Linked DNA regions of Pan troglodytes: all the other regions are linked to region 2. Evidence: chromatin contacts called from public Hi-C and HiChIP or PLAC-seq data. All regions are on one chromosome and are shown on one strand. The core of a region is the stretch at or near the end of the contact, and the rest is flanking DNA. Distances in the headings are between cores, read along the strand shown.

Region 1 (4,095 bases), core at 1,304-3,803, 140 kb after region 2:
GAGATTGCACCATTGCACTCCAGCCTGGGCAACAAGAGCAAAATTTCGTCTCAAAAAAAAAAAAAAAGCTGTAGTCCTAACTACTTGGGAGGCTAAGCCCAGGAGTTTTCAGGGCTGCAGTGAGCTATGATTGCACCACTACACTCCAGCCTGGATGACAGAGTAAGACCCTGTCTGTAAAAGAGAAAAAAAAAGTGCTATTTAGAATGACTACCCAAGGGGGCATACTTTTCAAACCTTCTAAGCTCTAACTTTGGACCTGTTTACACCATAAGAAGGCAATTTACTTGGCCCACATTAGACAAGCCCCTTAAAACGTAACCATCACTGGGCCGGACACAGTGGCTCACGCCTGTAATCCCAGCACTTTGGGAGGCCGAGGAGGGCGGATTACTTGAGGTCAGGAGTTTGAGATTAGGAGTTCGAGAAACCCCGTCTCTAGTAAAAATACAAAAATTAGCCAGGCATGGTGGCACACGCCTGTAGTCCCAGCTACTGGGGAGGCTGAGGCAGAAAAATTGCTTGAACCCGGGAGGCGGAGGTTGCAGTCAGCTGAAATTAAGCCACTGCACTTCAGCCTGGACAACAGAGCAAAACTCTTTCTCAAAACAAACAAACAAAAAAACCATCACTAGATTGCTTTTTATGTCCTTGGCTTTCATTAGACATAACAAAAAGTATCCATGTGAATTTTGCTTTAGCATTTATTGTTAAAATCTTCCTGATTACTTTATTAAATCATTCACTGTTTCCTAATAAAATCACATGAGAAACTACCTTTAGAATTTGGTTATACAGGGAAAAAAAATCTATGATGTCTCCTATGATTAATTCATTCCTTTCAGATGACAAAATCTATTCAATATGTACTGTGTTTTCATTTTTACCCTAGCATCCAGGAAGCTCAGAACTACATTTCTTTCTTTTTTTTTTTTTGAGACAGGGTCTCACTCTGTCTCCCAGGCTGGAGTACAGTGGCACAATCTCAAGGTGGCGAGTCCAAGCAATTCTCCCACCTCAAACTCTCCAGTGGCTGGGATTACAAGTGTGCATCACCACGCCTGGCTAGTTTTCGTATTTTTAGTAGAGACAGCGTTTTACCATGTTGGCCAAGCTGGTCTTGAACTCCTAGCTTCAAGTGATCCACCTGCCTCGGCCTCCAAAGTGCTGGGATTACAGGCGTGAGCCACCGCACCCAGCCGATAACTACATTTCAAATTCAGTTACAGTCTTGTTTAACCCCATGATAATTGTGATCTCCTTTTTCTCTGGCCCTAATTTTCTATTTCTAGTTTTCTAGCCTATTGTAAAGACCCTTTATGCTCTTATGGACAAGAGAGGAGATAAAATTAACATTTGGTATGCTGATTTTAGAATTATTTCTGCAATTTTACAAAGATAAATGCAAAGATACATGTCTTATGTTATGATATTTAAAGAATTTGTAGAGGTTACTCCGGGCATACTGCATGCCTATGGGGTAGCCCTGTTCCACAAGGAGCAGGAAAAAAAAAAAAAAGAATTTGTAGTAACTGAAGAGGATCCAGAGAAAAGCAATAGAAAAAGAACAATGAATGGGGACTGGGGTAGTATGCCCATATTCTCCAACTCAAATATTGTGGCACAATGATGTAGCATATGGGCTAATAGAAGTGAATATCTGTAATTCGGACTGTCCTGAAAAATCCTGGAGATATGTTGAAGACAAATCCCAGGAGTCATGGTCATTATTCAGTATATATGAGAAGGTACAGAAAGGCTTTATCCTTTCTTTGGATCAGATTCCTTTGATGATATGTTGAAAACACCGGAACTGCTCCCCAGAAAAATACAGACGCGCAGAGTTTCAGAAAGCAGAACCCCCCTGTTATCTATTTATTTTTCCACAATATCAAAAGCACTTTACAGCTGGTATTGCTGTAAAGAGTTCAGAAAGATGAGGAAGAACCTGAGCTGCCAAGTCAGATGGGAAGAATGGCAAATCAGCTACCAGCTGAAGTTCTTAACACTCTGAAGCCATTCTTAGACGGTTTAAGCCAGTGGGTGCTTTTGGTAGGTTCTCAACTTTTTAAAGTAACATATCCCTTTGATGAGCTGCTTAAGGTATGGGTCAGCTATCTCAAAAATACTCCCACAAACACCCCCACCCTCGCTCCCACCCCACAAATCTGCAAATAATTTCATGGGGTTCATGGACTTGCTAAAGCCCATCCTCCAGTACTCGCTTCTGTTTAAGTGCAGACTTCCCAGGGCTCAGCGGAATGCCCTTGATGACCTTTAACAATCACCCTTTTATCATGGGGACAAGAGCGGCCTAGAAGGAGGTTTTTGGAGTCACCGGACCCCCATGGCCCCTCACCAGGCCCCTTCAAGCTCTCCCCTCCCCCACGCCCGCGCAGCGCAGGTGCGAAAACCTTAGGGGCCACCCGGGCGCGACAGCCCCAAAGCGGGGGGGGATGGGACCCTGGGAGGGGCGGGGGTGGGGGTGGGGGCCTTCCCGGTGTTGCTTGGTGACCACGCTCTCCGCCCAGACCGTTCCATTTCTTCAGCAGGGGGCGCCCCGGGCCGGGCCGGCGCTGACCAGCCTCGCAGAGCCACCCTCTTCCGGCCTGCCCCCCTCTGCCGGGCGATGGTGTGCGCCCGTGACGTCACAGAAGGCGGGGCCAGCGCCGCTGCCGGGTGCTGGAGGCGCCATTGGAGCCGGCTTGGCTGGCGAGCCCGGCTGAGGAGTCTCTTGGGCCGCAGTTACCGCCGCGTCCGCTCCCGGTCCCTGGCCCCTCAGCGGCATGGCGTGCGGGGCGACGCTGAAGCGGCCCATGGAGTTCGAGGCGGCGCTGCTGAGCCCCGGCTCCCCGAAGCGGCGGCGCTGCGCCCCTCTGCCCGGCCCCACTCCGGGCCTCAGGCCCCCGGACGCCGAGCCGCCGCCGCCGTTTCAGACGCAGACCCCACCGCAGAGTCTGCAGCAGCCCGCCCCGCCCGGCAGCGAGCGGCGCCTTCCAACTCCGGGTAACCTGCCCTGCTCTGGGCTTGGCAGGAAGCCAGGCCCAGGCATTTTTGGGGGGGGGGGTGGGGGAGGGTTGGGAATACCAGGCCAGTTTACCCAGGGACCCCTTCTTTGCCTTGAGAAAAGGGAACTGGGATGCCGCTGGGCCTGGTTGCTTCCGGGGATGGGAGGCATCCGGGAGGGGTAATGGGGCCACAGGGTCGGTTTTAGGTTTTCCTGGGGGAGGAGAGCCTGGAGGGGTGGACACCAAGAGGAAGATGGGAATACCTCTGGCAGCTCCGGGCCCTCCCTGTCGCTGAAGCCCCTCCTTCCTCCGCTGGCCGGGTCTGCACCGAGCCACCCTGCAGATCCAGTGGGCCATGGAAAATTGGATTCTACTCACGAACCTGGCCTGGAGGGCGGGGGTGGGATGGGGGCGGGTTACCGGGAAGGGGCGCGAGTGCGTGCTGTTTAGCGCTGTAGGGAGACATGATTTCCAGAAGTCTTTAGGAACCCAGAGGCCGCCGCAAGAGTCACGGAATCCGATTTCAACCTGATCATTTCTAAGGGACTGGCCACGTTCTTTTATTATATGGCTATTGCCTCGTACCATATATGGCTTGAAATCGGTAGATCATTAGCTAGAATTTGAGAATCCTACGACATACGGAGGTTCTACAGAACTAAGAATGTAACTGTCCTTAACAGGGACTCTCCTTCAGTAAGGCGTTCCACTTTGTCCAAGGAAAAGGACTGGCGTTACAGTAGACACCTCATAGCGCAGGAGTAGAGGGGAGGGTGCTTCAGCATTAATATTCTGCGATTTTAAAGGACTTCCGGAAATGAGGGGGGCGTCTCAATAATGGATTTGGGCAAGTCGTTTCTTTGTGTGTTTTTCTATTCCTCAAGCTTAAGCAAAACCTTAGGCTCACCGTAAAATCATCCTTTCCACCCCTTTTCAGTAGCAGTGCCTTCAGGTTTCATTTCCTCCTTCCTCTGCATATCGATCCACAATGCAAATTGCAGGCCCTCATCCTCACACCAAGATTCCTACACCCAGCTAAAGCTGTCCCAGACTTCATATCCTTAACTCGAGTTCACCTTTTTAATCC
Region 2 (3,995 bases), core at 594-3,093:
CTGGGCGATGAGCAAGACTCCATTAACAAAAAAAAAAAAAAAAAAAGGATCACAATAATCACAACCTACACAGTTCTAACATAAAACTACTTTGCCTCTTACTTTCTAGAAGAGAAAAGTGAACAATTACTCTCAAGGTTTTCTCAGTAACAAATGTGAATAACTGAAATTAGTTTACTAAAAACCTACACTCAACGTACCCAAGTTTTGCTGTAGAGGTGAAAATCAAGGTAAATAAAACACAGTACTCCAGCAAATCTGGAAGAACGCTGCTTTTTAAAAAGATCCCATCTACAAAATATCACAGATCCAGAAAGAAAAAAAAAATCAAGATTTATTTTGGATAGGCCTTTGCAACAGAGTGGAGAGGTGAAAAGACCAGGTGCCTGCTGATACTAGTTTTATTACCAGCTCACTCCGCGTATAATGGGTTTGGCTGATGGAGGAAGTCAACCTTGCCTCTATTTAACCCTTACTAAACAGTGTAGGCCAGCGTGGTGACTCACGCCTGTAATCCCAGCACTTTGGGAGGCCCAGGCGGACGATCACTTAAGGTCAGCAGTTCGAGATGACCCTGGCCAACATGGTGAAACCCCGTCTCTACTAAAAATACAATAATTAGCCGGGCGTGGTGGCGCGCGCCTGTAATCCCAGCTATTCGGGAGGCTGAGGCGGGAGAATTGCTTGAACCAGGGAGGTGGAGGTTGCAGTGAGCCGAGATTGCACCACTGCATTCTCCAGCCTGGGTGACAGAGCGAGAGACTCCGTCTCAAAAACATAAACAAACAAACGTGTACAGCCCTCCATTTGTTCATGAAGGCCCAAAAGTGAAAACAAACAGACTAGGTCTGCAAAATATTCTCAAAGTCTCAGATTTTTAAAAACACACCCCTACAGGGGGAACAGCACCAGTAATTACATTCACCAGGCCACAACTACTGAAATGGGTGCAATCTCACTACCCAATTCCCAGTAATGCTACAGCGAAGTCTCCTTCACATCAGTAGCGAGAATTACAACGCCCAGTGTCTTAGTCACAACTCTTCCTGACGCTGCTCCCTGGGGCTCTGCTGGGAATCCCGACACACTCAGGTCACCTGAAGTGAGAACAAATCAAAACGGGCCAGGGGAGGGAGTCAACGAAGTTCTCCAAGTGAGAACTGGAGAGTACGTCTCAGTTTCGTAAATGACACAGGAGCTGGGTCCCAGGGGGCGGAGGTCTTGGGCGGTGCCACCGGGCACCTGCCTCCCTGCAACCAGTTTCGCCTTCAGCGCTCCACTTGGCCTCAGCTGACTTGGGCGTGGACACAGAGGTCGGGGTCCCCGCGCGGGCCGCGCCTGTGCGCTCGCAAGAGTGGAAGAGAAAGTGCGGAGGGACGGAGCGCAGGCGGGCCCCGGCCGCCGCCCTCCCGGGCGTCCCCGCTACCGGCCACCTGAGCCCCGGGGAGGGGGCGGGGGACCGGGCGCAGCCCTGCTCACCTTCTGGATGGAGGACTTGCCGCTGCGCCGGAGTCCCATGAGCAGAATCCTCGGCTTGGAGCTGTCAGCGCCCCCCGGACCACAGCCACCGCCTGCCCCTGCCCCAACCCCGCCGCCCGCCGCCGCCGCCTCCTCTTCCTCCTCCTCCACGCCGTAGCCGAAGTCCTTTGGAAACGAATCGGCCGCGCCGTAACTGCCGGCGAGGGGCGTCTCCTCCGCCCCGTACTGCAGGGACATGGTGCTGGAGCCGCCGCCGCCCGCGCCCTGACAGGCCAGGCCAGGCCGAGCCAGGCCGCCGCCTCCCCAGTCCGCCTCCGCCGCCGCCGCCACCACCGCCACCGCCCCCGGCAGCCGCCACAGTCCGGCCCGCCCCCCAGAGCCCGGCTCTCATAGGCCCCGAGCCGAAGCCCAGCCGTTTATTGGCCGCCCGAGCTGCTACTCGAGAGCAGCAGGGTAGGTGGTGTCCCGTCACGTGCCGGAATCACCTGACTCAGAGCCGCGGAGGGGGGAGGAGGAGTCACGAGGAGGGCGGCCCGGCCGCGCCTCTAGCCCGGGCTCGGGCCCTCAGCCCTCCGCCCCGGCCCGCATACAACGCTGTCTGCACCGCTCCCCTGCCTTCTTCCGGGCTCCCAGAGCACCGCTATGGAGATGCTCTCCCGGCATTTGAGGAAGAATTGATTGTCCTCATCCTGCAACTGTACTTGCCCAACCGATATTTATTGATGCCTGCAGTGTCCTGGGTGCCTACCAAGGGGCACAGAACTGGATCCGACTCAGACCCTGCCTGCCTTCAGGTTGCTTGAAGATGAACAGAGAGATCGGACCTCTGCGTAAGTAACCTCGCTACGAAATATTATGTGGGAAGGTCACGGATAAATAATGCTCGGGAGTTGAATGAGAAAGCGTCTGAGCAGATCTAGGTGGATGGATAGATTGGGATGTGCAAAGGTATGGGGGAGCCAGCCACACTGAGGGCAAACCTCAACCAAGGCAGAGTCATGGGTCACCGTGATAGTTTGTTCTAGCAGGTAGCTGGACTCTGATGGGAAAGCAGATGCAGCCAAGCTAGAACATCTTATCTTCTTTCTTCAGTAAGTCGCCGATAGTGGATACTGCTGCCACTTCAAACCCAACGGGACTCAATTTGCCCTCCTTCCCGCCTTGTCAAAGTCTACTCTAGGAATTCCATCCCCCATAGAACACTGCCTCTTCTATGACCTCGTTCAGATTAGAGACCAAAGTATTGAATAATGAAAGCAAACAAAAGCAAATGCTTGTCACCAAATATGTCCGAGAAATCTAGAGGAATTTTTATCTTTGACAATCAGGCTCTAGAACTGGAAGTTTGAGAAGAGGATCCTCTTAAAAGCACAGCCCTATACACTTTTTAAAGTACAGGAGTGGGGGTGCTCCCAGCCCTCCAAGGAGACTGACTTCTTGATTATGAAGGAAAAATTCGCACATGCGGGCAGGTCTGGGACTTTGGTTTTGTCTGAACCCAGAAGTTAGAGGTAGGATACACCCTTAGAGGTCATCTAGCCCAACCTCTCACCTAAAACGAACCAACTCTATAGTGTCTAATAGACGTGCAGAATGCACTTAAATAGTTCGAAGGTAAAAGAGCTCACCATCTCGAAAGGCAGCCAACTCCACTGTGGTAAACCTTTGTTTAAAAATTGTTAAATCCGGCCGCGCGGTGGCTCACGCTTGTAATCCCAGCACTTTGGGAGGCGGAGGCGGGCGGATCATGAGGTCAGGAGATCGAGACCATCCTGGCTAACATGGTGAAACCCCATCTCTACTTAAAAAAATACAAAAAATTAGCCGGGCGTGGTGGCGGGCGCCTGTAGTCCCAGCTACTCGGGAGGCTGAGGCAGGAGAATGGCTTGAACCCAGGAGGCGGAGCTTGCAGTGAGCCGAGATCGCGCCACCGCACTCCAGCCTTGGCGACAGAGCGAGAATCCGTCTCAAAAAAAAAAAAAAAAAAAAGTCTTAAAACCAAACCACACTCCCTGAAGCCTATAATAGAATAAAATAGGAATAGTCTTCATCTTTTTCATGACAGCCCTTCAAATACCAGATTGCAGTATTCATTACCCACTAAGTCTTCTCTGTTCCTTGCTGAACATCCTCAGTTTCAACCATTCCTATCGTGCTGTTCAATACAACTGATATACATGATAGACATGTTCTTTATCTGCACTGTCAAACATGTAGCCGCTAGTCCTATGAGGAATAAGCACTTGAATTGTTGCTAGTGTAACTGAGGAATTTTTTTTTTTTTTTTTTTTTTTTTTTTTTTTTTTTGAGACGGAGTCTCGCTCTGTCGCCAGGCTGGAGTGCAGTGGCGCGATCTCAGCTCACTGCAACCTCTGCCTCCCGGGTTCAAGCGATTCTCCTGCCTCAGCCTCCTGAGTAGCTGGGACTACAGGTGCCCACCACCACGCCCGGCTAATTTTTTTATTTTTAGTACAGACGGGGTTTCACCATGTTGGCCAGGATGGTTTCTATCTCTT
Region 3 (3,742 bases), core at 1,133-3,632, 240 kb after region 2:
GAAGATATCCCACAGAGGGACCTGCACTTAGGCAGGTTACAATTGTGGTCTCCTGATCTTTCTCCGGAAGCCCCAGAGGTACCTGTGGTCTAAGGAAAAGAACCCTTGGCGAGTCATAGGACCTAGATTCTTTGCCTTGGCTTCAGACAGTAGAGAGCAGTGGTTAAAGCATGAGATTTGGAGACAGGCTTGGATGAGAACCCCAGCTCCAACACTAGTTTGCTTTGTGGGCTTCAGCAAGTCATTTAACCTCTTGAAGTCTCTGTTTCCTTATTTGTAAAATGAGAATAATAAAGGTAACTACTGTACAGGGTTTTTGGGAAGACTTAATGAGATAATATACGCAAAACGCCCAGGACATTGCCTAGCACTTAGTAGGAGTTTAGTAAATGGTGGTTGCTTGCCCTTAATATGAAACAGTGCCTGCAAACACAGAAACTTAGCAAGTTTCAGTGGGTGGAAAACATCCCTTCCCATCTCTATCATCCCTGCTCCAGTTGACAGCCTCATTACCTTTGGCTGGGACTAGTACAGTAGCCTCCTAGCGTAACCATCCACACCCATCTGGTACCTGTCCTTGGGTTACTTTTGCTGTTACTTTGACACCTTTCTTGGCTGCTTATAATAATTAAATTTAGGTCAAATTTCTTTCCCTCCCTTCCTTCCTTCCTTCCTTCCTTCCTTCCTTCCTTCCTTCCTTCCTTCCTTCCTTCCTTCCTCTCTTTCTTGATGGAATTTTCACTCTTGTTGCCCAGGCTGGAGTGCAATGGCACAATCTCGGCTCATCACAACATTCGCCTCCCGGGTTCAAGTGATTCTCCTGCCTCAGCCTCCTGACTAGCTGGGATTACAGGCATGCGCCACAACGCCTGGCTAATTTTTTTGTATTTTTAGTAGAGACAGGGTTTCTCCATGTTGGTCAGGCTGATCTCGAACTCCCGACCTCAGGTGATCCGCCAGCCTCGGCCTTCCAAAGTGCTGGGATTACAGGTGTGAGCCACCATGCCCAGCCAATTTAAGCCAAATTCCTTAGCTCAAGGGCCTTTGTAAATTGCTCCAACACATTTTTTTTTTTCTCGCAATCATTATGGTGAAAAAGAACAGAATGTGAATCTGAAGACAGGGGTCCAGTCCTGGGACCATCCGCTTTCTCCCTACATGACTTTGAGTATATCATCTCAGTTCTACATCTATACATTAGAGATCATAATGCTGCCTCATGGGATGCATCCATCTTTCCTGCTGGGCTGTGAGCCCATGGTCAACAGGCAGGGATGAAATGCATCTTGCTCACACTGTATCTTCAGTACCCTGCATGGGGCCTGACACCGGGTAGATGTTCAGCACGTATTTGTTGAATGAATGAATGAATGAATGAATGAATGAACAGGGTTGTGAGGACTGGATTTGGCATGATCCAGGTAAAGCGCCTTGCACAGTCACCAGGAGACACGCCCATATGGTAGCTGTTGCTACGCAGGTTACTAAGTGGAATGACTTTAGACACATTACTTCTCTGGAAACATTCACGTATCTGTCCTAGGAGAGGATAGAAGGGACTCCTGCCTCGTTTTGTGCATCATTAGGTCGTGTGTGCAGAAGGAGCTCAATAAATGCTTCCTCGGTGGATAAAGCATCTCCCAAGGCTCCACTTGGGGCTAGCGCTGTCTAAAGAGACTGAGTTCCCTCGTTGGGGCCTGGTTCTTTTCTGCTCTTTACCCTGCGGGGAAGATGAGGCCTTCTTTGGGTCCCTCCTTCATTCAGTTCCAGAAGCCCAGCAGATAGGTGGGCCTATAGGACCCGCAGGATCTGCAGGACGCTCTCCGAGAGCTGGAGCAAGAGCGCCAAGGGCGGGGACGGAATGTGGGTTTAAGGGAAACGGGCGAAAGAGGGGTGGGCATGGAAAAGGGTGGTTTGAGAACCAGGGGCCGGGAAGGACAGCCCGGCAGCCTGAGAGAGCGACTGGGGGGCGGTGAGGAGCTCCAAGGGGGCGGGTCGGCTGAGCTGGCCCAGGGTCAGCTAGCGGCCGCGGGGCCGGGGCGGAGAGGTCGCGGAGCAGAGGGCGGAGAATTTGGGGGTGTGGTTGGCCTGCGGGGGACACCGGAGGCCACTAGGGAGGAGCTGCAGAGGGGAGGGACCGAGGGAGGGCCTGGGGGCGGCCAGAGGACGCGGGGTCAGTGAGGAGGGGGCGCCGGGCGACGGACTGGCAGGGGCGCGCGGGGCGGGCGGAAGCGCAGGGGTGGGGTGCAGGGCGGGGGGAGCGCGCATCGGGGGGCGGGGGGCGGCGTCGGCGCTGGGAGTGGGGGAGCGGGTTGGGCGGCTGCGCCGGTTCTGCTTCAGCCGCTGCCGCTAGGGCGCGGGGGGCGGGGGGCTCGGCGCCGCGAGCTCGGCCATTGTGGGAGCCGCTCCCCTCGGCTCCGCCACGCTCCCCTCGACTGCGCTCCAGCCTGGGGCGCGCCCGGCCGCCGCCGCCTTCGCTGCCGCCACGGGCCCGTCTTCTTCCTCCTTCGGCTCCCAGGGTAAGGCGCGGGGCGCGGGGTTGGATGCAGGCGCCCTGCCCGCTGCGCGGGATGCGCAGCGGCGGCTGGGGAGCGGTGATTGATCGCCCCCGGCGGCCGCGCCCCAGCTCCCGGCAGCCGGCGGCCGCGGACAGGCGGCTTGACAGGCGCGGGCACAGCGGCAGTGCGGGCCTCGCACCTGCAGCCCCCGCGGCCGGCGCCGGGGAGCGGCGAAGACGCGGAGATGGGGTTTCCCCTCTGCGGGCGCTGCCAGGGTGGAAGGGAGGCGTGTTCCCCGGGAAAATGGGACACGGAGCCCTGCAGGGGCCGGGCGCCGGACCTTAGGGAGCGGGCAGGGCTGGGCGGGGAAGGTCGCTTCCCGGCCCCAGGGCTCGGCCGCTGGCCCCAGCGCCCTGTCGGTCCTCGGTCGCGCGTCCCCGCTCTTTGTCAGCCACGCTTGGCGGGCGCGCGGACCCACCCGCGCCGCCCCAGGCTCGCGGGCGCGCCCCTCCTCCACCGTGGGGAAACGGGTGGGGGCCAGGTGGGGAGGGTTGCAGGGGGTGAGAGCACCTGGTGAGGTGCCTGTCGCCGACCGGCCTGCGGCCTAGGGGGGTGGGCTGGGGCTTGGGCGGGCACTCCTGTGAATCTCGGGGATTGATGGAATGACCCAGGTGGCCGAGGGTCGGGCGGGAGCCCGGAGGTCAAACAAGTGTTTGTGAGGGGCCGGAGATTGACGGGGTAGAGCCCAGAAGGGACGCTTTCTCCGGGAGGAGGCCTTGGGAGAGCCGGCCTTTGTAGTGAAATGGGCGTCTTGGAGAGGAATGGGCGGTTCTGGGATGAAGCAGGTGGTCTGAGAGGAGGGGCATTTTTCCTGCCCCCGAGCTGAGGGTAGGGATGGAAGCTTGGCCTAAGTTTCCCAGAGGTTGAGGCTGTCACTTCAGCACCTGCCCTGGCACTAGAAGGTAATGGGAGGAGGGGTAAGTGCTAAGATAAAGGGCAAAGCTGTGCCAGGACCTGGGTCCTTTCCTTTCTGCTTCCTGTGGCTAGATCCCTTCTAGATGTTCTTTGGGAAGAGGGATCACATGCTGCTGGCACAAGGGGTGCCCTGGCAGGGAGGCTCTGCTGCCCGAGGCTGCCTACAGGCCTCCTACACCATTTTTATGTTTCTTTTGTTATCTCTTTGAATTCTGGGCCTATGGTGGGGATCTGCCAATGACCCCGGAGGCTGTCTCTGCCCCTTGCTG

The links. A called contact is a pair of places that touch in the nucleus more often than the background predicts. HiChIP or PLAC-seq counts read pairs in DNA pulled down with a chosen protein or histone mark.
Region 1: a contact with region 2 is called in an H3K4me3 HiChIP or PLAC-seq map of stem cell-derived excitatory neurons, with 5 times the contacts expected there. The contact joins the promoter of AKIRIN1 here to the promoter of RRAGC in region 2. A contact is called at or near these places in 1 of 7 Hi-C or Micro-C datasets (stem cell-derived neural progenitor cells) and 1 of 1 datasets of contacts at active chromatin or transcription factors (stem cell-derived excitatory neurons).
Region 3: a Hi-C map of stem cell-derived neural progenitor cells shows a contact between it and region 2, with 5 times the contacts expected there. The contact joins the enhancer-like site here to the promoter of RRAGC in region 2. A contact is called at or near these places in 1 of 7 Hi-C or Micro-C datasets (stem cell-derived neural progenitor cells) and 1 of 1 datasets of contacts at active chromatin or transcription factors (stem cell-derived excitatory neurons).

What each region holds. Positions count from the first base shown.
Region 1 is chr1:191,993,292-191,997,386 of NHGRI_mPanTro3-v2.0_pri, reverse strand. AKIRIN1 (akirin 1) reads left to right here and starts at 2,553. Exons shown (of 5, transcript XM_513337.5): 1 at 2,553-3,006. The coding sequence starts at 2,787.
Region 2 is chr1:192,130,902-192,134,896 of NHGRI_mPanTro3-v2.0_pri, reverse strand. RRAGC (Ras related GTP binding C) reads right to left here and starts at 1,843. Exons shown (of 7, transcript XM_513334.7): 1 at 1,480-1,843. The coding sequence starts at 1,716.
Region 3 is chr1:191,890,816-191,894,557 of NHGRI_mPanTro3-v2.0_pri, reverse strand. No RefSeq gene overlaps it. Among named protein-coding and RNA genes, the nearest start is that of MACF1, 25 kb to the right of the region's middle. Within about 2 kb of position 2,382, at least 10 of the 24 cell types and tissues checked have an H3K27ac peak or open chromatin away from gene starts, as enhancers often do. A contact at or near this core is called in stem cell-derived neural progenitor cells, where this site is marked.